Linked DNA regions of Mus musculus: regions 1, 2, 3, 4, 6 and 7 are each linked to region 5. Evidence: chromatin contacts called from public HiCAR-type, HiChIP or PLAC-seq and promoter capture Hi-C data. All regions are on one chromosome and are shown on one strand. Each heading gives the region's core, a stretch centred on a gene start, on an enhancer-like site or on the middle of the called end of the contact. The rest is flanking DNA. Distances are from core to core; before and after follow the strand shown. Region 1 overlaps Eps8 (epidermal growth factor receptor pathway substrate 8). Region 2 holds the start of Etnk1 (ethanolamine kinase 1). Region 3 holds the start of Dera (deoxyribose-phosphate aldolase (putative)). Region 4 holds the start of Eps8 (epidermal growth factor receptor pathway substrate 8). Region 5 holds the start of Plekha5 (pleckstrin homology domain containing, family A member 5). Region 6 holds the start of Strap (serine/threonine kinase receptor associated protein). Region 7 holds the start of Cmas (cytidine monophospho-N-acetylneuraminic acid synthetase).

Region 1 (2,700 bases), core at 58-2,557, 2.8 Mb after region 5:
TGCTCTCTGTCGAATTTCCATGATTTAGGGTTGCCAGGACTTCTAGATCTGTCCGGTGAACTTACGAATGATGTAACTATCCTTACCCTGTTCAAGGGCAGCGTTCTCTCTCTTTGGTACTCTCGGAGCTTCTGGTTGCTGGCTCCCATCTACCCCGCTTATCCATCTATGCTTAGATGTTATTTCAGAAGCTCCTTGGAGAGAATGGGTATCTAAGAGCGTAGGGGAATGAAACTCTGCCCCAGGAAGTTCTACCACCACCCGCTGATACTGCTGCAGTGGGTGGTTGGAGGGAGACTTTTTTTTTTCTTTTTGTCTCAGTTAATGAATTTGTGCATTATCTAAACGTGGACACATTGAGACGTTTCTGGAATTCTTAACTTAGGCCTTATCTCATTTCACATAGCATCCTCTGTCTCGTGGTCTTTTAAGAAGACCTCAGACCCACATTGTTTCAATCACGGCGCTGACTCTGTTTCTTATCTGTAGAATCCCTGAGAGCTGACCCTCCATTTCTCACAGGTCTGAATATAGGACAGGCCTCTAGGCATCATGTTACCCCAAGTCAAGGCTTGACCGTTTGTGCAGCCTGGTTTCTCACTCCTTTCACTCTGTCCTTCAACATGAAGCTGCTGTTCCTCAAATAACACCGTCAGGTGTGTGGGTTTCCAAGACCCGGCCCCTTCCTTCCCCCATCATCTGTTCCCTTCTGTGAGTATGCAGTCACCAGATCCTATCGACTCTTCTGCCGGTGTGGCCTGTAGACCCTGGGTTGCTGCTCCACATTCCTGCCAATCGCCTCACGCTTCTGCTGCGCAGGCGCAGGTGCAGGCGCAGGCGTAGGTCACTGGTTTATCATTTCTAAAGTCAGTGTCTTTCTTTGTGGCACACAGAGGCCCGTCTTGCCCGGCCCTTTCTATTCTTTTACCTTAGTCCCATGCATCCCATAATAACTTCAGCTTCCTGAACACACTTAGCCTCGTTCTCCCATGACTTTACACGAGCTGTTCCCTCTGCTGTGACTTTCCCTTTTTTTTTTTTTTTTTTTTTTTTTTTTTTGCTAGCCTCACCATCTCAGGAGTATGAACTCTTCGCCTTAGACTTGGCTTGAAGACCACTTTCCCAGAAGACATTGCTCACCTCGGCTTTGTGCTAGGCAGCCCTCTCATCCTTAGATTGTTACTGAGTTACAATTCATGGTTTATTTACTCGTTCCCTTTCCTCCCATCCTCTCTAACCTATCTCTTTGTGCCCGGGCACAATGCTGGATGCACAGCCCCCACCCAGGCTTTGTTTGCTTGTGTGTTCAGTGAACAGATGCTTCAGCGGGCTCCAGGCGCTGCGGATTTTGATCCTGTGTCTCCTTCCCAGCAGAGCATGGTAGGAGAATAATCACTTAGTTTCTTTCCGAGGCTGTCTGGAGGGGAACCTGCAAGGGCGATGCAGCCTGAGTAGTTGTGTCTCCAGCCTTCCTTCTTTGGAATTTTGAACCTCCTGCTCCAGTGTAACTTACTCTTCTAGCCAGTGGCTTAGTGCCTGGAGGTGAAAAGGAGAGTCACTGTCAAGTGACACTCGAGGTTCGTGTTTCCATAGACTCTTGGATGCCGTCCAGACTCATTCGCACTAACTCATTTCTTAAGCCAAATAATAATAATAAAGAAAATACAACTGTTTCCTTGGTATCTACTCACTGCACAGCACTTAAGTGCGTATAATGTGCTTGGACCCTGTTCTCCTCCACATCCCTTACCTTCCTGCCCCCACCCTAGACCCCTAGACAATTTTGCTTCTATTTGCATGTGATATGTACATCCTCGGCTTTAAATATAACCATGGATTCACAAATGACAGGAGACATGGTATCTGCCTTCTTGAGGTTGACTTAATTTGTCTACTGTGATACTTTCCAGTTGTACCCATTTTTTCCTGCAGATTGTGTAAATTCCTCAAATTGTGTAGAGTTAGTGTTTTGAGATAACGTATGGCTAAGTAGTCCTGGCTGGCCCAGAACTCACTGTTATAGCACAGGCTGCCATCAGAGGCCCTGTTCTCCTGCTCTGCTTCCAGGGTGCTGGGATTACAATCCCATGTCACCATGCCTAGTGATGATGTGTCTTCCCTGACCCTGCTCACCAAGCCTTTATATCTGTTGGTTTTCGTTACTTTTTGAACAAGAAGCAGGCATTGGGTATTGCTTTTGTGTGTCACAGACGGTCCACATGTGTTTGTTAGATGGCAAGTGAGTTCATTTGGGTCTTGCATATCCTATGCTGAGATTTGCACCATTTCATTTCTCTTCCATCTTACAGTCTGGACAAGGGTAAGCTAATTCTGCCCACAATTCTGGCTGAGCCTAAAGAGAGACACCATGAACAAGTTTAACTGAGGTGACAGTGACCACGCACCTATCCCCAGGACACGCCCTCAGGCAAGCGTGCCTGGTTTTTCCAGTTCTCTCTCTTTTAAGTGTGAGCTATGATCACTCTCTTTGACAGGTCACAGGTTTTGTAAGTAAATCATTGTTTAAATTGACTGACTCTCTCGGAAGCCAAACTCGATAAGAAGTTAATGAAGAGGAGACTCTTTCAACGCCTGCCCTCCTTTCCTGCACATGTCTGTCAGCAGGAGATAGCATTCAAGTTCCTATAGAAAACAAGTTTAGAAGTAAGGTTTTGTTTGTTTTGTTTGTTTGTTGAGACA
Region 2 (2,700 bases), core at 86-2,585, 2.7 Mb before region 5:
AGTCTTTTGTCTAACAAGTTTCTTCCCCAAAACATATGGGTCGGTCTCTTTCAGCTGCTCAGAACACTTCTAACAAGAATCGAAACTAAAACTCATAAAAGCCCCCAAGTGTCAGGAACTGCTCTGGGGCCTAGACACTACTCATGTTTTAATTATACTAAAAAAAAAATTTAGCAAAAAACTTAAATCAATAAATCCTGTATAAACCCCCAACAATGTATTGGAGTCATCAAAATGACAGACGTCTTGAATAATACAAATTACTGCTCAAATCTAAAACAATCCCAAACCGTTAAAATTTTACTAATTTGGCTTGTTTGCAAGGAAAAAGGAAATTCACCTTAGTAATCCTACAAGCTGTGCACTGAAAAAACTATAACCAATTACACCAGATAAATTGTGGGTATGGTGGATCATAACTTGCAAGTGCCTTTTTTTTTTCCTAATCCTAGCTTTTCGGGGGTAGGGGTATCCTTCTGAGAATTTTTGTCTTTAAAGCCACTGACTCACGAAAATATTCCCAGGCCACTGCTCACTCCAACCCTGAGCATTAATTCTTCTAAGACTTTACAAATTTAGAAACCTTCCAATTCAAGCCTTCCTATAACGCACGGCATAGCGTTCCCTAGCATCCTGGCGTGGGCAGCAGCAGGTCCCCGGTCATTCCGCTTTGGAAAGGAGTTGTTCTCCCGCGGCTCGGAGATGGGGATGTGGGAAGATCTCGGGCTGGATAAGGCAGGGATGGGAGGGAAGCGCAGGGGAGGGAGGGCAGCGGAGAGGACCGCGGGAGGCGGATGGGCTGCGGGGTCTGGGAGGAGAGGCATGACGAGGGCCGCGGCAGCCATCCCCGGGAGCCTCTTCAGGGGCCGGGCAGACGTCGCTGACGCGGCGGCTTCGGGAAGGAAACCCGGTGCCCGTCCGGCCTCACCTGCAGGGTCACCTCCCGGGGGTCCCAGTGCGGCCGCAGGTGCCGCAGCAGGCTCAGGGCGCCGTCGCGGCAGCGCTGCTCCTCCTGGTCCTGCACCGTCACGTCGAGCTTCGGCACCTCGGGCGAGCCGGGCGGGACGTGGATGTAATTGGCCATGGCCCAGGCGACGGCGGACACGACCACGACGACCACGGCGACGGCGACCACGAGCGCGGCGGGCGCCGGCAGGCTGCTGGACCCTTCCGTCCCGGGGCGCCCTCGGCGGAGGGCTGCGGCCGCTCGGACGCACGGGCGGGCGGCGGGGGCAACCGGGCGGCCGGACGGGGTGCGCAGTGCAGAGACGCGGAGGCACGGCCGCTCTCGGGAAGATGCCTCAGTGCGCTAGACCGCGGGCGGCCGCGAAGCATGCCGGGACTGGCCTGACGCTAGCGTCACGCCGGGGGCGGAGCCTCGGCTGCGTCAGGCGGCTGGCGGGGTGGCGAACCCCGCGGCACAATGGGCGGGCCTCGGGGCTCTTGGGGATCGGGGTCTCGGGGAGCGCGCACCGCCAGGCACTCCGCTACTGTGGGGTTGGCTGGGCTCCTGCACCCGAAGGAGTCCGAGCGCGGCCGAGCCCAGCCGGAGCGCTTACGAGCCTTGCCGAACACTGCCGAGCCCTGCCGGAGCACTGTCGAGCTTTGCCGAGCCCTACCGGGGCTCTAACGAGCCTTGCCCGAGCGCTACCGGAGCCCTACCGAATTCTGCCGAGCTCTGCCGGAGCGCTGTCGAGCTCTGCCGAGCCCTTTCGAACTCTACCGATGAGCTGTGGAGTGCTACCCAGCCCTGTCAGGAGTCAAGGAAGCGTCACCTTTCTAGATCACTAGGGTCGTGGGCTCTGCTTACTTAGGGCTGACGTTCTTACGGGACGCAGAAGGCACGTCCTGAAATAACCCTAAATTTAAGCTGTGAGCTTAGCCTGGCCTCAACCGGCCAAGCTGGATTAATTTGCTCGCCTTGTTCCTGAAGCTGTGTGCACAGAACTACATGCTTGCTTGGTTCAGCAACCCAGTTCCCTTTGACGGTACATAGAAATCACAGTATTTGGGGCAAACTTTACGTAAAGTGAGAGTAAACCGGTGACAGTGGTGTGATGACCTATACCTGTCCTAGTTCTCAGGTGCCTAAGGCAGGATTGCCACGAGTTCCAAACCAGCCGGGCTACATAGTGAGTTCCAGGTTTGCCCGGGATATACTTAGTCATCAGCCGACCGATAATAGACGACTGAAACACTCATTTTAAGGGTCAGATAGTTGACGTTGCTGAGAATTATTCAAAGCCGGTTATATAAGGTAGAGACTCGGAGGGAATTGGAAGGAAAGAAAATTAGATCTGTCATGCTAAATCATAGCGCGTCCTGGGACTCGCACGGCTACATGAAACCTCCTGTATCAGAAAGGCTCTGCTCTTTGCTTGTTAGAGAAATACTGGCAACCGGATCATCTACAAGTTTTTGGTCCGCCCTTGTGCTTTCCTTTTATGACGGAGACAATGGAGGTGACTTTCACCTTGACTTCTGGCCTCCCCGGGGCTGAGTACAAGTGAATAACTTGTGAATGATCAAATGTTGTATTACCCATTAGCACACATTTATGTTCTCATTGTTCTGAATGAGGCTACATACCTTTGTAAGTCACAAATAAGTCTGAGATAATGATAAACTTCCTACACTAAAAAGTGGGAAATCCACTCCTGCATTTTTGCAACATTGTAAATTTATTGACCATTTTCCAGA
Region 3 (2,700 bases), core at 20-2,519, 2.7 Mb after region 5:
GTAAAAATGGCCGGACAGTGGTGGCGTACGCCTTTAATCCCAGCACTTGGGAGGCAGAGGCAGGTGGATTTCTGAGTTCCAGGCCAGCCTGGTCTATAGAGTGAGTTCCAGGACAGTGTAGAGCTACACAGAGAAACCTAGGGGCTGGGGGCGGGGGGGGGGGGGGGGAGTAAAATTGGCTTAATTGCATCTCCTGAAAGGAAAATTTGAAACTTTAAAAGAGCTGTTGGGGGGGGGGGGGAATTATGTTACATCCTCGACCTTGTACAAAGATGCAGACTAGCTTCATCTTCAGCCCTTAGTCCATCTTCCAGGGTCACTGCTAAAGTTTACACTGCAGGGATAAAGTGTAAGGCTCTGTTGGAGAGAGGGACTAAAGTGCCATTAACCTGGTACAGAGACTACCTGTCAAGCATGCAATTCTAAACACTTCTAAAGTCTAGACTGGCAAGTCCCTTCTGAAAAGAGTAACCCTGTGTATCACTCACAGCCACTCAAAATCAGTCCCTATGAAAAGAACTTAGTGCGCTCATTATCGTTGCTTATTCAACACTAAGTGCAGAGAAATATACCAGCGGCTCCAAGTATCCCCTCCTCACACTATCCAAACCACCTTCAGACAGAAGTAGCTTCCTAATAAATAACTACTTTACAGATGCCGGTATATAAGCACAGAGTGAGTAATTTACCCAAAATCACACACCTAAGAGGGTCCAGGATACAAAGCAAACAATCTATTATGCAAAGTTAAGTCATTGACATTTGGCTCAGTCACGTTTTTGCTACGTTTGAATTACAGACTTTTAATTTTTTTTCCCAGAAATATCTGAACTAGTATCAATAAGGTGAAAAATAGTTTTAAAAAGAACATTTTGTCTAAGCATTTAAAATCATTTTTAGCAGACGGCGATGACCACCAGCACAGCCAACTTTGGGAATGGCTACGTGAGTCCGGCAGTAAATGAATGGCACACAAGTACCCGGCAGGCTTTTCACTCGGGTTGGTTTACTGCGACCACAGAGCTACATAGTGCAAAGATCTAATTAACCCTTCCTTGCTTCCGCTTAAAGGGTTAAGACTGCATAGAGCCTGGCGACAGGGCTGTCCCCGAGTTCTGCCTCAGTTCAGGTCTCCGCCCTCCGGGGATCGCCCTGGGCACCCCCACCCCCAACCTGGCGAAGGGGAGCGCAACCCGCTGGCCCTTACCGAGCTCTGTGCCCCGGCAGTGAGCAGCCATTGTGGCCACCGCTGAAAGCCAACCCTTGCTCCAGGTCGCCACACGGGCCTGGCCTTCCTCCTTCCTGTCAAGTCCCCGCCCAGAGCCACGCCCCTTTTGCAACGCCCTACCAAAGCCACGCCTCTTCGGTCCTGTACCACTTAAACTTTTCTCCAGCTCCTGGGCTTGGAGCCCAGCCAGGTCATCACCCTACCTGTTCCCTGTCTTTCCAGGTCAGGCCTGTGACTTGAGCATTCCCCAGCTCCAGAAGTCTCCCAGACCATTTTTAAATGCTTACATGGCCAATTGAACTAGACAGAATCAGACTTAGGAACTTTAGCTGTAGGATCATGTGAGTGGCAGGACTGGATTCTTTCTTGCATGAGCGGAGCAATGTAGTCTTGGACCCGAATTGTGGGTAGTGTTCCAGAGCCCTCAGGGGACAGCCAAGGTAGTCTAGGAGCTAGAACGCGCTGTAATTTCTAGTCTGGACTCAGTGAAAGAGCAGCTAGGACATAAGCTTAGGAAGACTCGGTTTCTTATTTTTGTTTTTTTTTTTTTTAAGATTTATTTTATGTATATGAGTACACTGTAGCTGTCTTCAGACACACCAAAAGAGGGCATTAGATCGCCATTACAGATGGTTGTGAGCCACCATGTGGTTGCTGAGAATTGAACGTAGGATTTCTGGAAGAGCAGTCAGTGCTCTTACCGCTGAGCATCTCTCCAGCCCTTTCGTTTTGTTTTTAAGACAGTTTGCTTTGTAATCACGGTTGGACAAGAGGTTGCTGTGTTGAATCTCCTGCCCCAGACCCCAGATCCCCATTGCTGGGATTACAGGCAGATGCTACATTCAATAAAAGGTCCAGCTTCTTTCATTTAGAAAATATAGTATTTTCATTTTTGTGTCTACACACATATGTGTGCATAGCACATGTGTTCAGGTATGTGCAAAGGCCAGGCCAGGCCACTCTGGACCAAGAGTTAGTCAGGAGCTGGGAACCATACTTAAGTGTTAAGAAGCGCAAGCACTCTCAACTGCTCAGTTCCCTCTTCAGGCCTGAAAAGAATTTTTTTAACTTAGTTCTGTGAATAATTGAGTATGTAACCTAGGACACACTACTGGCCTTAGTTCTGTGAATAATTGAGCATGTAACCTAGGACACACTACTGGCCTTTGTGAACTTCATTTTCCTTATCTGTAAGAAAGGATCGCGACAATTTCTTTGCTTTCTAAAGTTGAGATTCAGTGATGATTTTTCTCAGCCTGGTTTCTCTGAATTACTCCAGGTTCACAGTCTAGGGGGTGAGCCACTGTATCTGTACTCACATGGACCATCTCTGCTGAGCTACAAGTTTGTCTGAACTACAAGTTTCTCTAGTGAATCAATTGCTCTAGTTCTTTCATCTCAGGAAAGTCCTGCCAGAGATGTACATATACCCAGAGACTCAAATTTTGAGAATTAAGCAGCAATCTGGTAAA
Region 4 (2,700 bases), core at 181-2,680, 2.8 Mb after region 5:
GTTGGTTATTTGTTAACCTGCTTCTACTATGTTGGTTATTTGTTAACCTGCTTCTACTATTTCAAGTCTTACAATATCTGTAAGGAGCAAGATTAATTTCATGTCAGTCCTCAGGGTCCATCTTTCCCAGTCTACAGTTGAAGGAGAGTTGATCTGAGTATATAAATCTATGTATGTAAGCTGTGGAGTAGGCAGACCTGGATTTCAATCCTAATGTCACTATTGGCTTTGGCAAAAAGAAAATTCTGAATAACATTTTCCCAATTTTCTAAAGCGGTGATTCATTTTAAGGGTTAGAGATGGTGTAAAGTAAAATTTGTAGCTCCTGGCAGAGATTGTCAATTAACAATCCTAGTTTTCTATACCATCTATCAAAACCAGCTATTTCGAACACTGGACATGCTCAAGTGGATGTCAGTCTGTTGGGAATGTTGGATGGAGGAAGATTCTGGATGAAGGCAGTAGACCGAACTTAATCATAAAACCCATCACTGCCCCCTTTTAGTCTCCATCTTGGCCTGCTAATTCACGGTCTCTTGAATGAGCTTTTGCTTGCCTCGCAAAGCAGGTAGGCCCAGCTATTTAAGCCAAGTTTTGTTTAATAGTCTGCCTTGGCTTCTTTGGAAGTCAATTGCCTTGGAAGTTAGAAGGGCCAGGGTGTCTGGGGGCGTAGCTGTGACAACGGAGGTATTGTAGAAGGTAAGAAAATGCCAGGTTCAGAAGAGAAGACTGGCAGATCCTTATTTTGTGGCTTCAGTGATCGAGCCAAGGAGCACTGAGCAGTGGTGAGTAGTTATTACTGGACTAAAGAGTCTCCCATACTTGAAACTACACCAGACTCTTGGCAGGAGCTCCTATGAAAAATGGGATCCAGGACGCCTGGTGAGACAGGTCTGGGCTTGCTGGCTATATCCAGGGACTGGAGTATTGTAGTCTCTCTAAACCAGTGAAGCCCTTGGGTACCACTTGCATACTGCTTTGGTTGAAGAGAGATGGTACAGGAGCAGACCAATGGACACAGGTCACAGGTCAGAGGCTGGGGAATACCTCTTCTTGGTAGTTGAGTAGGGCAGTAACTCCCAGATTAACACTAGTCATCAGTTGTGTGGCAGGATCTGGCCGCGGTCACCTGAGCGCTCTTTCCGCCTGCGGCATCCCCCCCCCCCCCCCCCCCGGCTGTGCTCTGCAGACCTAGGTCATTTCACTTGAGGAATTGTAGACACCACTCTGAGGCTGGGATCCCGGGTCTCCCCTGCGGGGTGCCGTGCTCGCCTTGTGGGATGAAGCCCTTGAGATTCTATCCAGAGCCCTAGGGTCTACTAGAGACTCAACTGTCCTCAAGATCTTGCAAACGGAGCCCTCTCCCGGCCGCGCGGGGCAACGCGCGTTCCCGGCTCGCTGCTGGGCATGCGCGGCGCGCGCTGGCTGTGTCCGGGAGCGAGCGGCGCGCACACACGGCCCGGGCGGCGGGCGAAGCGGGCTCCCGGGGCGCTGGGCGCAGGGCGCAGGGCGCAGGGCGCGGGGCAAGCCCCAGCGGCGTGTCTGCAGCGGGGCGCGGCGGGCGCTCCAGCTCCGGGATCTTTCTCCCTCCGTCACCTCCCTCGCGTCTAGGGAGGTCGTGGCACTCCCTGAGGAGCGCGGCTGCTCGGAGGGCGGATCCTAGGTAAGAGCCCCCCGAACATCAGTGCGGCTCCCCGGGTGGGATTCCCGCGGCATGGGCTCCCTCTCGCTTTCCCATAAGGGTCTTTGTGAGCCGTCACCGGAGTGGTGCCAGGCTCAGCGGCCGCTGCGGTTCACTTGGACCCTTTGCAACTGGTGTGTCGGCGGCCAGGTGTGCGCGGCGCTGCCGCCCTAGCGCGTCCCCGCGCCCGCTCCGCGCACCCCGAAGCCAGGAGACCCGATCCCCCCGCGGCCTCCTCCGCCCGGGTGGTCGCCGAGGTCCCCCGAGAGACCCCGCGCTCCCCTGGGCTGCGCGGGCGTACCTGAGTTCCGCACACCTGGACTCCCACCCCGCCCTAACGTCTTAGATGCAGGGCTTTCGGAGCGCCTCTCACCCAGCTCAAGTGGGGACCCCTTAGGAAACCTGTTTGAGATGTGGACCCGCCCTGGTATACACCCTCCAGTTGAGGTAGCTCGCTGTGTTTGAATAGTTGTGAATTCTGGATCACTTTCCAACACCATTTTACTTTTAGGAAGATGGCCTCTCTATGGCTGTCAGTAGTGCTTCGGAGGGCTCCACACCCACCGAGAGAGACAGTGAAGGCGCCCCGGGGTCTCATCCCTTCCTTCCTTTCAATGACTACAATACACATGCAAAAATCTTTGCCCGGTTCTCTGAGCCATGTTGTTCAAATCCTCCTCCTGTAGCCCCCAAGTGCTGTTGGCATCTCGCCGGGGCAGGACGCCCTAGGGTTTGGGCTTAAAATCCATAGACATTTGGAGCAGCGAGGCATTAGAAGAGGAGGTCTTCCTGAGCCAGTGTTTCAGCGAATGCATGGCTGCTTTTCTTCTAAAGGTTTCCCTTCTTGCCTCAGACAGTAAGAGAAAGAGACGAAAAAGCGAATAAGATAGTTCAGATCCAACTTGGTTCAGACACGTGTGGGTACTTTGAAGTTTTATTTGGTTTTGCCACTTTGGGGAGGAGGTGGAATTACGATTCCTGGAAGACTTTTTTTATGTTTAAAAAAAATCGTCAAAGTG
Region 5 (2,700 bases), core at 186-2,685:
TATTAGTCAGAAATGCCCTAAAAATGTAACCTCATCATGCCTGCTACAGCAGCCTTCCCTTTCCTCCTCCACACTTGTGCAAATTTGGACACATTATTAGTCACTTCACTGAACTCCAGCGTTTAGCAGAAAAGGCAGGTTTGTTCACCCTTCTGGCAACTTTAATAGGAGATCCTCAGAACCTCGGAGCTGGCGAGAAAAGTACCCAGAGGGAGAGACAGAACTGGGCCTCACCTTCGACCCAACTGTTCTCAAGCCTTTGCAGTCACCCGGAATAGAGGCGGGCCAGTATGAGAACTCACGTTACGTTTCAGGCAAACAAGTTGGGTGAATGTAAACAAAGAATGACAAAAGAAAGCCAGACCAGCACTGAAACCACCACAAGCCCTCCTCCAGCTCAACTCATGCTAAACATTCAAGAAAGCTATCAAAGCAACCCGAGATGCATTTCCTCGTGGAACTGGGGCCCGAAGGCCCCCCACGCGGGACCGCCCTGGCTCGCCCACCGCCTGCTGGTGGTACGTGGAGCTTGGCTGCGGCTACCGGGGACTTTTGAGCCGGGATCACTGGCTGCGGCGCCCGCTCCAGCGTCCTAACTCCAGCGGCTACTCGGGTAGCAGGAGGGGACTCACCGGTGTTTGGATCACATGGTGGGGGGGCACCGCAGCACCCCTAACTCTTCCATCAGTCACCTACCCACAGTCCCACTTAGGAGAAGTAGGAGGTGGTGGAGGAGGAAGCTGCTTGGCAGAAAGCAGTTCTCTGGGGAGCAGGGCGAGGATGCGGGACCGTCTCACCGCAGGGGTGCTGGGATGCGGGGAGCAAAGGGGAGCGGGTGAGGACTTCCTAAAGGGTGCTGGAGGCGGAGACGGGGGCGATCCGGGGTAGAGGGGCGTCGCCCATCCTCGGGGGGCGTCCGGGAAAGGATGGGGACCAGGGCGCCAGGAAGAGGGCGCCGTCTCCAAGCGCTGATGAAAAGGCGGAGAAGAATAGGCGCCCCGGGACTCAGTCGCGCGGAGCCCGGAGCCCCTCCAACCCCGCCAGGTGGCCCGGAGCCGCAGCCCCGGCCGGCCCTACCTGTGCTCTGCCGCCGGTGCCCGGTGACCACGGCCTCGCCGGTGACCGGGTGTAGCCAGGTGGTGCTCTTGGCCTCCTCGCTGCAGGGAAGAGAAGGGACAGGCGCTGAGCGGCGCGAGGGGCGACCCACGGGGGCCCCCGGCCCGCTCGCTCCCACCGCTCCCCCCAGCCGCCCGGCGGCGCCTCCCCCGCCCGCTCACTTGATGAAGAAGACGCGGCCGCCCCTAGTGATCCCGTACGTCCAGGAGCGCGGCAGCGAGCAGATCCACTCCAGGTTCAGGTCGGCCGCCATGTCTGCTCCCCGGCCGCCGCCGCCGCCGCCTTGTGCTGCCGCCGCCGCTGAGGAAGGAGGGCGCGAGCGAGCGAGCGAGCGAGCGAGCGAAAGGAGCGCAGGGCGCGCGGCCCGGCCCGAGCGCGCCCCCGCGGCCGCCCTACCCCCTCGGGCGGCGCCCTCCCCGCCGCCCCGGCTGAGTCCGGCCTGCGTCGCCGCCCCTCGGCATCCTCCGCGGCCGGCCGCCGGCCCGCGCTGCGCTCGCTCGCTCGCTCGCTCGGAGGCTGGGCGAAGCGGCGCCGCGCCCCCGCCAAAGCCCTCCCCCGTGCCCCGCCCGCGCCGCGCGAAGGTTCCGGGGTCGGGTCCCGCCGGCGCCCGCCCGGAGGGCTGGGCTCCGAACCTGTGAGGTTTTGAATCAGCTACTGCCTGCCTAGCCCGGGGCTTCTCTGGGAGACGCCGGGCGTTGAAATGGAAAACTGCTTTTGGGAAAGGCTTTTCTGGTGTGTGGCGTGCCAAATAAAGGAGGGTCCGCGAGTGAGCTCGGACCACTGAAATGGGACTGATTCAGACTTAAGGTCTTTTTGTTACTGGTGGTTTTTTTTTTTTCCTTTCTAAGCTTCTGAGCCATATAATAGTTTAGAAAATAAAAACTTGCCTTTTCCTTTCTTAAAAAAGATGCACTTGATTATCAACGTGAATTTCTAGGCTCCCAATCTCTCTCATTTATTACAAGGGCAACTTAACTTTACGGAGTCCTTGGGGTGGTGGACATTTAAATCCCTTCGAACTATGATTGTCTCCGTTTCACTGAGAGGGGCAAAGAAACGTAAAGGAACAAAGGTGATTGTGCCCAGGGTTATGGTGAAAAATGGCAAAGTCTGAATTCAAATCGCCTATAGATTTCCAAGAGTCTACTCGAATGAATACGTTGCTGTATAGTATTTTTAATGCCTTGGCACCCCCGGCCCCCTTGTCCTTTGAACAAAGGAAGGGTTCACTGCTAGTAAGACCTCCCTTGCACCAGTAAAGAGCGCTATGCTTGCTCCTTACTGCCCCTGGTCCTTCATCATCACTCTTGGAATTGTCTCCATGGCTTTGCAGCAAATGACTCATCCCAGAGGAAACACAGTTCAATAATAACAGTACAACTTGGCATTCTCGAAGCACCTTTTTTTTTTTTTTCCCTGACCAGTTTGGATGCTTCTGAGGCATTCTCTCATTCATCTTCCCAAGTAACTGAAATAAGTAAATGATGCTTTTCAACCTTTAAGGAAACCAAGGCACAGGGAGGGTGAATGCCCTTGGCCAAAGCTCCTGATGAGCGTGCATTTTCATTGGCTTTTCCTCCTATC
Region 6 (2,700 bases), core at 81-2,580, 2.7 Mb after region 5:
GCACCCCAAACAGCACCTTTATGACCCAAAAATGTTCCAATCCAGTCTCCTGTATCTCCCTGGCGGAGCATGGGCTTGCCATCTAGAAAATATTTTCAGACATCTGTGATTTAGAAGCATGCAACGTAATACCAAATCCTGAGCAGCAAACTACTGGAAAACCGTTGTTCTGACTGCTCCCCCCTACTCCCATTAAGCCGTGGGGGCGTGGGGGAGGGTGTCCCCATCCTGGTCTGTGCATATGGTCTCAGTGACCTAGGGACTAAGGAGTTGTAGCCACTCTTCCTGGGAAGCATAAGCAATTTTGGGACCGAATGAGAGGCCTCCCTCATCACCTTTGCAAACTCGGATTACAAAGCAACTATAAAGACCTGGGAAACGCTCTTCCACAAGACCTGATTCCGATTCCCAGCGCCCACACGGAGGCTGACAACAGCCTCTAACTCCGGCTCTGGACAATCTGATGCCTTCCTCTTGGGGCACCCCTTCACACAGGTACAAGCATGCATAGAGACAACACAGGCACACATAAATAAAAACTTCTGAAAAACCGTGGGCTGGATGCCAGTGACATGCGGTGTCAAAACGATCTAGATAGCCGCTTTTTACTTTGGACCACATAAACCTAACGTACACTTTCGTCGGGGAAAAAAAAAAATGAGGCTCACACCACAAAGGATGAAACAATGAGTGAGAGGACATAAAGGGCACTCCTCTCGGCCTGGCCTAATTTCTTCTTCCCGTAAATCCTTGGCAAACACAATGTAGTTGTGTGGGTAGAAAGGCGAGGTGTTGGGGAGCACTAACAACGGTGGGGAGGAGGGACGCATAAAGCCCGGCCAGGGGCGACCCTCTAGTCCCAGCAGCGCGATGGCTGTCGCTGGCAGCCACGACCCACCCACCCGTCGGCACTCGGGAGCCGCGGCCGTCGCGGGCTCAGCTCACCTTTGCAAGCGCTGATCAGAAAGTAGCCGTAAGGCGTGATGCCGCTGAAGGCCAAATCCACCACGGGCCGCGTGTGGCCCGAGCAAGTGAGCGGCGTCTGCCTCATGGCCATGGCGGCGGCGAGCGCGGTGACGCGGAGCGGGGACCGAGGGTCGCGGTCGTCCTCCTTCTCTGCCGCGGCGCCTCAGGCTGCTTGAGGCCCCCGCACTCACGCCGAAGGAGGCCGGCTCCAGAGTCCCCGCGACTCGCGGCCGCCAAGGGAGGGACAGGGAGGGAGGGAGGAGGGGAGGGGAGCGCCGGAGAGCCGGCCTGCCGCCACTCACGGTCCCTACCGGTAGCGGCAGGACGTGACGTCGCCCGACGCGTCGCGTCAGCCGGAAGTGACGACTGGCGGGAAGGCGGTAGTTCCCAGCAGCAGCGCGAGAAGCAGTGTGCGCAGGCGCGAGCTCGGAGACCGAACCCATGCTGCTCTGACGACGTCAAGCGCGCGGCGTCCCGTTGCTACCCAGTGTTGGGAGCCGCCGAGTCCGTCCCTTGTAGGATGCTGTTGTAGAGTTGTAACCTTCTCATTGCTAAGCTACAGACACACTTTTCCATAATCATCTCACATCTAACTGCCTACCCAGTAGCAACCATTCTGTCGCTCTCCTTCCCACCCCCCTCCCGGCATACACCGTCACAACTCACAAACAGTAATGACTTCCCTAATAGAGTGGTTATGCTAACAACATTTATATCCTGGTGACAGATAAGTGACTGGCGTTTAGTGGATGGCCAGCAAATGCTTATTTGCAAGTGGGAAATATTCACTTAGTGCTCAGCAAGGATCCGTGACAACCTAACTGATAAGGGCTCTTTCAGTGGCTCTAGCAACTATCACTGCGGCTGGGGAGGGAGAGACCCCAGTCTACTGGGCTAAAGTTCTTGCCATGTAAGCATGAAGTGTGATACCCAGTACCGACAAAAAAAAAAAAAAAGCTATACATGGTGTGATACATGCTTGGAATGCAGCACTGAAAAGATACCAATCCCTGCCAGCCAGCATAGCAATCAGTGAGTTCCAAGTATGAGTGAAAAACATCTCAAAAACAAAAGAGTGTAGATGCATCTGGACCAGTGAGCCATTCTTCACTGAGAGGCTCCTGAGAGGAGGGACCGAACGGATCAGAAATAAAGAAGACAGGAAAGTTGGGGTCAGGAGGTTTTCCCTAAAACTATGTCTTATGCTAAGCTAATTTATTAAGATGTACAGCATCTTATATACTGTTTGTATGGGGAAAATGGAACAGAAAAACCTATCATACAGTGGGACGAAGTCATCAGAAAGCTAACCAAGCAGTGTTGCACAAAAGGAACACAGAATACTTCATGTGTGCCACAGACCAAGCACACACTGGCCTGGGACTGACTACTCCAGTCTCTTTAGGAGGAAAAGTCACGTTCTCACAGACTGAAATCTTAACTCTGGGGGGCCTGGTTCCAGACTTTGCTATGTCTGACCCTGGTCAAAGGCATAGAGTTGGTATCCCCTTTCCCCTTTCTGAAAGCCTCTTGTATCAGCCTGGAACCTAACAGTGAATGGCTCCTGGGGCTCCTAAGACTGACTTCTGCCTACCACACATGCACACACTACTTTTAAAGTGCATATCAAGCATATGTTGGCATTATAATAGACACTGTAGAAGTGACACAAATCCTCTCTACATGAAGAGATCTATGGGTGGCAAAAATGCTCTGTAGATCACTGTGAAAGAA
Region 7 (2,700 bases), core at 48-2,547, 2.3 Mb before region 5:
TCATAGATGTTACTTTGTCCCTGTGGCCTATACATAATTAACTTCTCACTCCTTTGCAGTCTGCATTCTGAGAGGTTTAAAAACACAAAACCAAACAAAAACCAATCGAGAGCTCCGTAAGGGATAGAACTGTGCACGGACCGTCTTGCTATCTCCTTGCGTGTGTATGGAAAAAAGTGGGGCTCAAGAAATGTTTACTGAGCTGAACCAAATTCACGATACTCCCCTATCTCTCCTCAGCACACTTCCTATTACGTGTTATTTTCAGAAGCCAGCTGTTTCTTTAGCTCCACCCAGAGCTTCCTTTGAGTCAAAACACAAAGAAAACTCATACATTTATATCTTTTGCTATCCCATCTTTAAACAATGTCAGTTGGGTGAAAAAAAAAATCTGCCTTCATAATATGGGGAAATCAATAGCCTTCTGAATCAATCATCTTAAAAGCCAAATCATCAAAAGGTAGCAATAAATTCAAGCAGAATTTGGATGCAGCTAGCACGGGCATTTAAATTCCTTGTTGGCAAAGGATTTTTATCTCCCTCCTTTGATGAATGGCATCAACTTGTAACTCCTGATCAATCCGGTGGAGGCCGAGAGGATGCAGAGATAAAAACTGCCTTTAGTGAGGCCAAAGTTCAAGAGGTAGGCTAAACCCATTCACACCCATAAAACAGTCATACCTCGTACACACGTAGGGACCATTTCCTCTTTGTGCTGACTCACAGCCTCACAGCCAGAGAATATTTTTTTCTCAAAGGTGAGGGAAGACTCTCTAAGCTGGGGAGCCCCAACTCGACTCCATTCATGCACCTGCTGCCTCCCGGGCCTTGCAGCACCCGGCAGTCTGCGCAGCCCAGAGGTGACAGGCGCCCATCAAGCAGGGGCGACCCAGGGTCAGGCCTGGGGACCCCGACCCCCGACCCCCGACCCGGGCCCGGCTCCCGCACATGCGCACCTCTGGAAGACCCCCGCATCCAGGGCGGCGCGCAGGACCCAGCCAATGAGCGGAACCCCCGCCAGGCGCTTGATGTTCTTCAGTGGGATGCCTTTGCTGCCGCCGCGGGCCAGCACCAGCGCTGCCAGGTGCGGCGGCTTCTCTAGGCCGCGCCCCGCGCCCCGGCTGCGCTGCAGCTTCGGGGGCCGGCCCCGGGACGGCCGTCCACGCGGGGCGGGCCCCGACGTGGCGGCCCCCTTCTCCAGCGCGTCCATCTTCCTCCCACGCCGCCGCTCCAACGTCTCCACATCCGGGAGCTCGGCCCCGCCGACTCCACTCGGTACCGCCCGCCTGCTGTGGCAGCTGTAGGCCACGCCCACGGCTCCGCCAGCCCCGGGGCACGCTGGGAGTTGTAGTTCCCCGCGCCGTCACCCTGCAGTGGGGCCGGCCAGGTGAGCTCAGAGGAGCCTCTAGTTGAATGGCGCTTTGTGCAGTGTTCAATAATGTCTGGAGATTTCTAAAATAAATGAGAATTAGTCCTCCTCCACTCATCTCCTCCTCTCCAGCCTCTTTCCGTTTTCCCATTTCTTCCTCCCCTTACACCTTCCTCCATTTCTTCCTTCTTCCCTTTTTTTTCCCTCTCCAACCACTCCCCATCAACATACTAGGTAACTTCAGGTCATGAGAAGCTGAGTCGGGTTTACTGGGCAACAGCCCCTAGCCATAAAGAATTGCTTAGTCCCAGCCTAATTGTTTCACAAACAATATTTTGGGCTCTCAAACAGTATGAGAGAGAGAGAGAGAGAGAGGGAGAGAGAGAGAGAGAGGCAGACAGAGAGAGAGGCAGAGAGAGGCAGACAGAAAGAGAGACAGAGACAGAGAGAGAGACAGAGAGAGAGAGAGAGACAGAGAGAGAGAGAGACAGAGAGAGACACACAGAGAGAGAGAGAGAGAGAGAGAGAGAGAGAGAGAGAGAGAGAGAGAGAGAGAGAATGTCTGTAAATGGGCTCAACCTGCAACAGCAGAAAGCTTGGGGCCCCTCGCTGTTGCAATAAATCAGTCTCAACCTGTGGGGATCAAGGTCTATCTTCTCTACCTCACTTTTCTTACAGTTATCATCATCCTCTTTTCTTACAGTTATCATCATCCTCTGCTTTGCTCTCTGACTGGAGCTAGCCTTGAACTCACTATATAGTTCAGATTAGCCAGGAACTCATGACATAGCTCAGGGTGGCCTGGAACTTGAGGCAATCTGGCTGAGCTGCCACTCCCAAGGAATGAATGAATGAATGAACTGAAGACCCTCCCCACTTGGAAACTTCTTAGTCCATACTATAGCATGGATCTATTTTATGATTTAATGCTTTTATATTAAACATCAATCTTCCTATGCTCCTGATTCATCTCCCTCTCCAAGAAATTGCCCCATTTTAATGTCCTACAGGTGCCTCGAACTCAACATTTTAAGCCATCGTCCCCCTCCCATGGGCTTGGCATTCCCTGCTAATTCAGCCAACAGTGTTACCTTCTGCTGGTGTGTCAGCTTTATTAATCCCTTCCAGTGTAGTGCACACCTGTTCCCTTCTAAAAAAAAAAAAAAACTTTTAAAAAGTTGTCTGATAAAATATATTCCTTTGAGAACCCACTGCCTCTCCCCAGGTGCGGGTGGGGTGTAAACACACATTCTTTTCATAGTAACAGTGTGTGACAATCTTGGCCCTTGAAATGTCCTATCTTCCTGAACACAGCTACAAGTCTTTCCAGA

Evidence for each region. Promoter capture Hi-C pulls out the DNA fragments that hold promoters and counts their contacts. HiCAR-type assays count read pairs that join an accessible place to other places. HiChIP or PLAC-seq counts read pairs in DNA pulled down with a chosen protein or histone mark.
Region 1: a contact with region 5 is called in an H3K27ac HiChIP or PLAC-seq map of extraembryonic endoderm stem cells, with 9 times the contacts expected there. The contact joins the enhancer-like site here to the promoter of Plekha5 in region 5. A contact is called at or near these places in 3 of 39 promoter capture datasets (the C10 cell line, hippocampal neurons and pre-B cells) and 3 of 115 datasets of contacts at active chromatin or transcription factors (extraembryonic endoderm stem cells, large pre-B cells and pro-B cells).
Region 2: a contact with region 5 is called in a HiCAR-type map of astrocytes, with 2.3 times the contacts expected there. The contact joins the promoter of Etnk1 here to the promoter of Plekha5 in region 5. A contact is called at or near these places in 5 of 39 promoter capture datasets (3T3-L1-derived adipocytes, the C10 cell line, liver and 2 more) and 1 of 115 datasets of contacts at active chromatin or transcription factors (astrocytes).
Region 3: a contact with region 5 is called in a promoter capture Hi-C map of pre-B cells. The contact joins the promoter of Dera here to the promoter of Plekha5 in region 5. A contact is called at or near these places in 4 of 39 promoter capture datasets (the 3T3-L1 cell line, the C10 cell line, cranial neural crest and 1 more), 2 of 115 datasets of contacts at active chromatin or transcription factors (astrocytes and forebrain) and 1 of 9 other capture datasets (embryonic stem cells).
Region 4: a promoter capture Hi-C map of pre-B cells shows a contact between it and region 5, with 4 times the contacts expected there. The contact joins the promoter of Eps8 here to the promoter of Plekha5 in region 5. A contact is called at or near these places in 3 of 39 promoter capture datasets (the C10 cell line, hippocampal neurons and pre-B cells) and 2 of 115 datasets of contacts at active chromatin or transcription factors (large pre-B cells and pro-B cells).
Region 6: a HiCAR-type map of astrocytes shows a contact between it and region 5, with 5 times the contacts expected there. The contact joins the promoter of Strap here to the promoter of Plekha5 in region 5. A contact is called at or near these places in 4 of 39 promoter capture datasets (the C10 cell line, hippocampal neurons, pre-B cells and 1 more), 1 of 484 Hi-C or Micro-C datasets (muscle stem cells) and 1 of 115 datasets of contacts at active chromatin or transcription factors (astrocytes).
Region 7: a promoter capture Hi-C map of pre-B cells shows a contact between it and region 5. The contact joins the promoter of Cmas here to the promoter of Plekha5 in region 5. A contact is called at or near these places in 5 of 39 promoter capture datasets (the 3T3-L1 cell line, 3T3-L1-derived adipocytes, the C10 cell line and 1 more).

What each region holds. Positions count from the first base shown.
Region 1 is chr6:137,628,643-137,631,342 of GRCm38.p6, reverse strand. All of the region lies in intron 1 of Eps8 (epidermal growth factor receptor pathway substrate 8), which reads left to right. Among named protein-coding and RNA genes, the nearest start is that of Eps8, 19 kb to the left of the region's middle. Within about 2 kb of position 1,307, at least 32 of the 459 cell types and tissues checked have an H3K27ac peak or open chromatin away from gene starts, as enhancers often do. A contact at or near this core is called in extraembryonic endoderm stem cells, where this site is marked.
Region 2 is chr6:143,165,865-143,168,564 of GRCm38.p6, reverse strand. Etnk1 (ethanolamine kinase 1) reads right to left here and starts at 1,335. Exons shown (of 8, transcript NM_029250.2): 1 at 929-1,335. The coding sequence starts at 1,084.
Region 3 is chr6:137,753,146-137,755,845 of GRCm38.p6, reverse strand. Dera (deoxyribose-phosphate aldolase (putative)) reads right to left here and starts at 1,269. Exons shown (of 9, transcript NM_172733.1): 1 at 1,208-1,269. The coding sequence starts at 1,238.
Region 4 is chr6:137,648,015-137,650,714 of GRCm38.p6, reverse strand. Eps8 (epidermal growth factor receptor pathway substrate 8) reads left to right here and starts at 1,430. Exons shown (of 22, transcript NM_007945.3): 1 at 1,430-1,663.
Region 5 is chr6:140,422,834-140,425,533 of GRCm38.p6, reverse strand. Plekha5 (pleckstrin homology domain containing, family A member 5) reads right to left here and starts at 1,435. Exons shown (of 31, transcript NM_144920.3): 1 at 1,278-1,435; 2 at 1,078-1,157. The coding sequence starts at 1,369.
Region 6 is chr6:137,733,712-137,736,411 of GRCm38.p6, reverse strand. Strap (serine/threonine kinase receptor associated protein) reads right to left here and starts at 1,330. Exons shown (of 10, transcript NM_011499.3): 1 at 946-1,330; 2 at 1-82. The coding sequence starts at 1,057.
Region 7 is chr6:142,755,283-142,757,982 of GRCm38.p6, reverse strand. It overlaps Cmas (cytidine monophospho-N-acetylneuraminic acid synthetase), which reads right to left and starts at 1,297. Exons shown (of 8, transcript NM_009908.2): 1 at 957-1,297. The coding sequence starts at 1,210. LOC115490443 (a long non-coding RNA gene) reads right to left here and starts at 675. Exons shown (of 2, transcript XR_003956544.1): 1 at 1-675.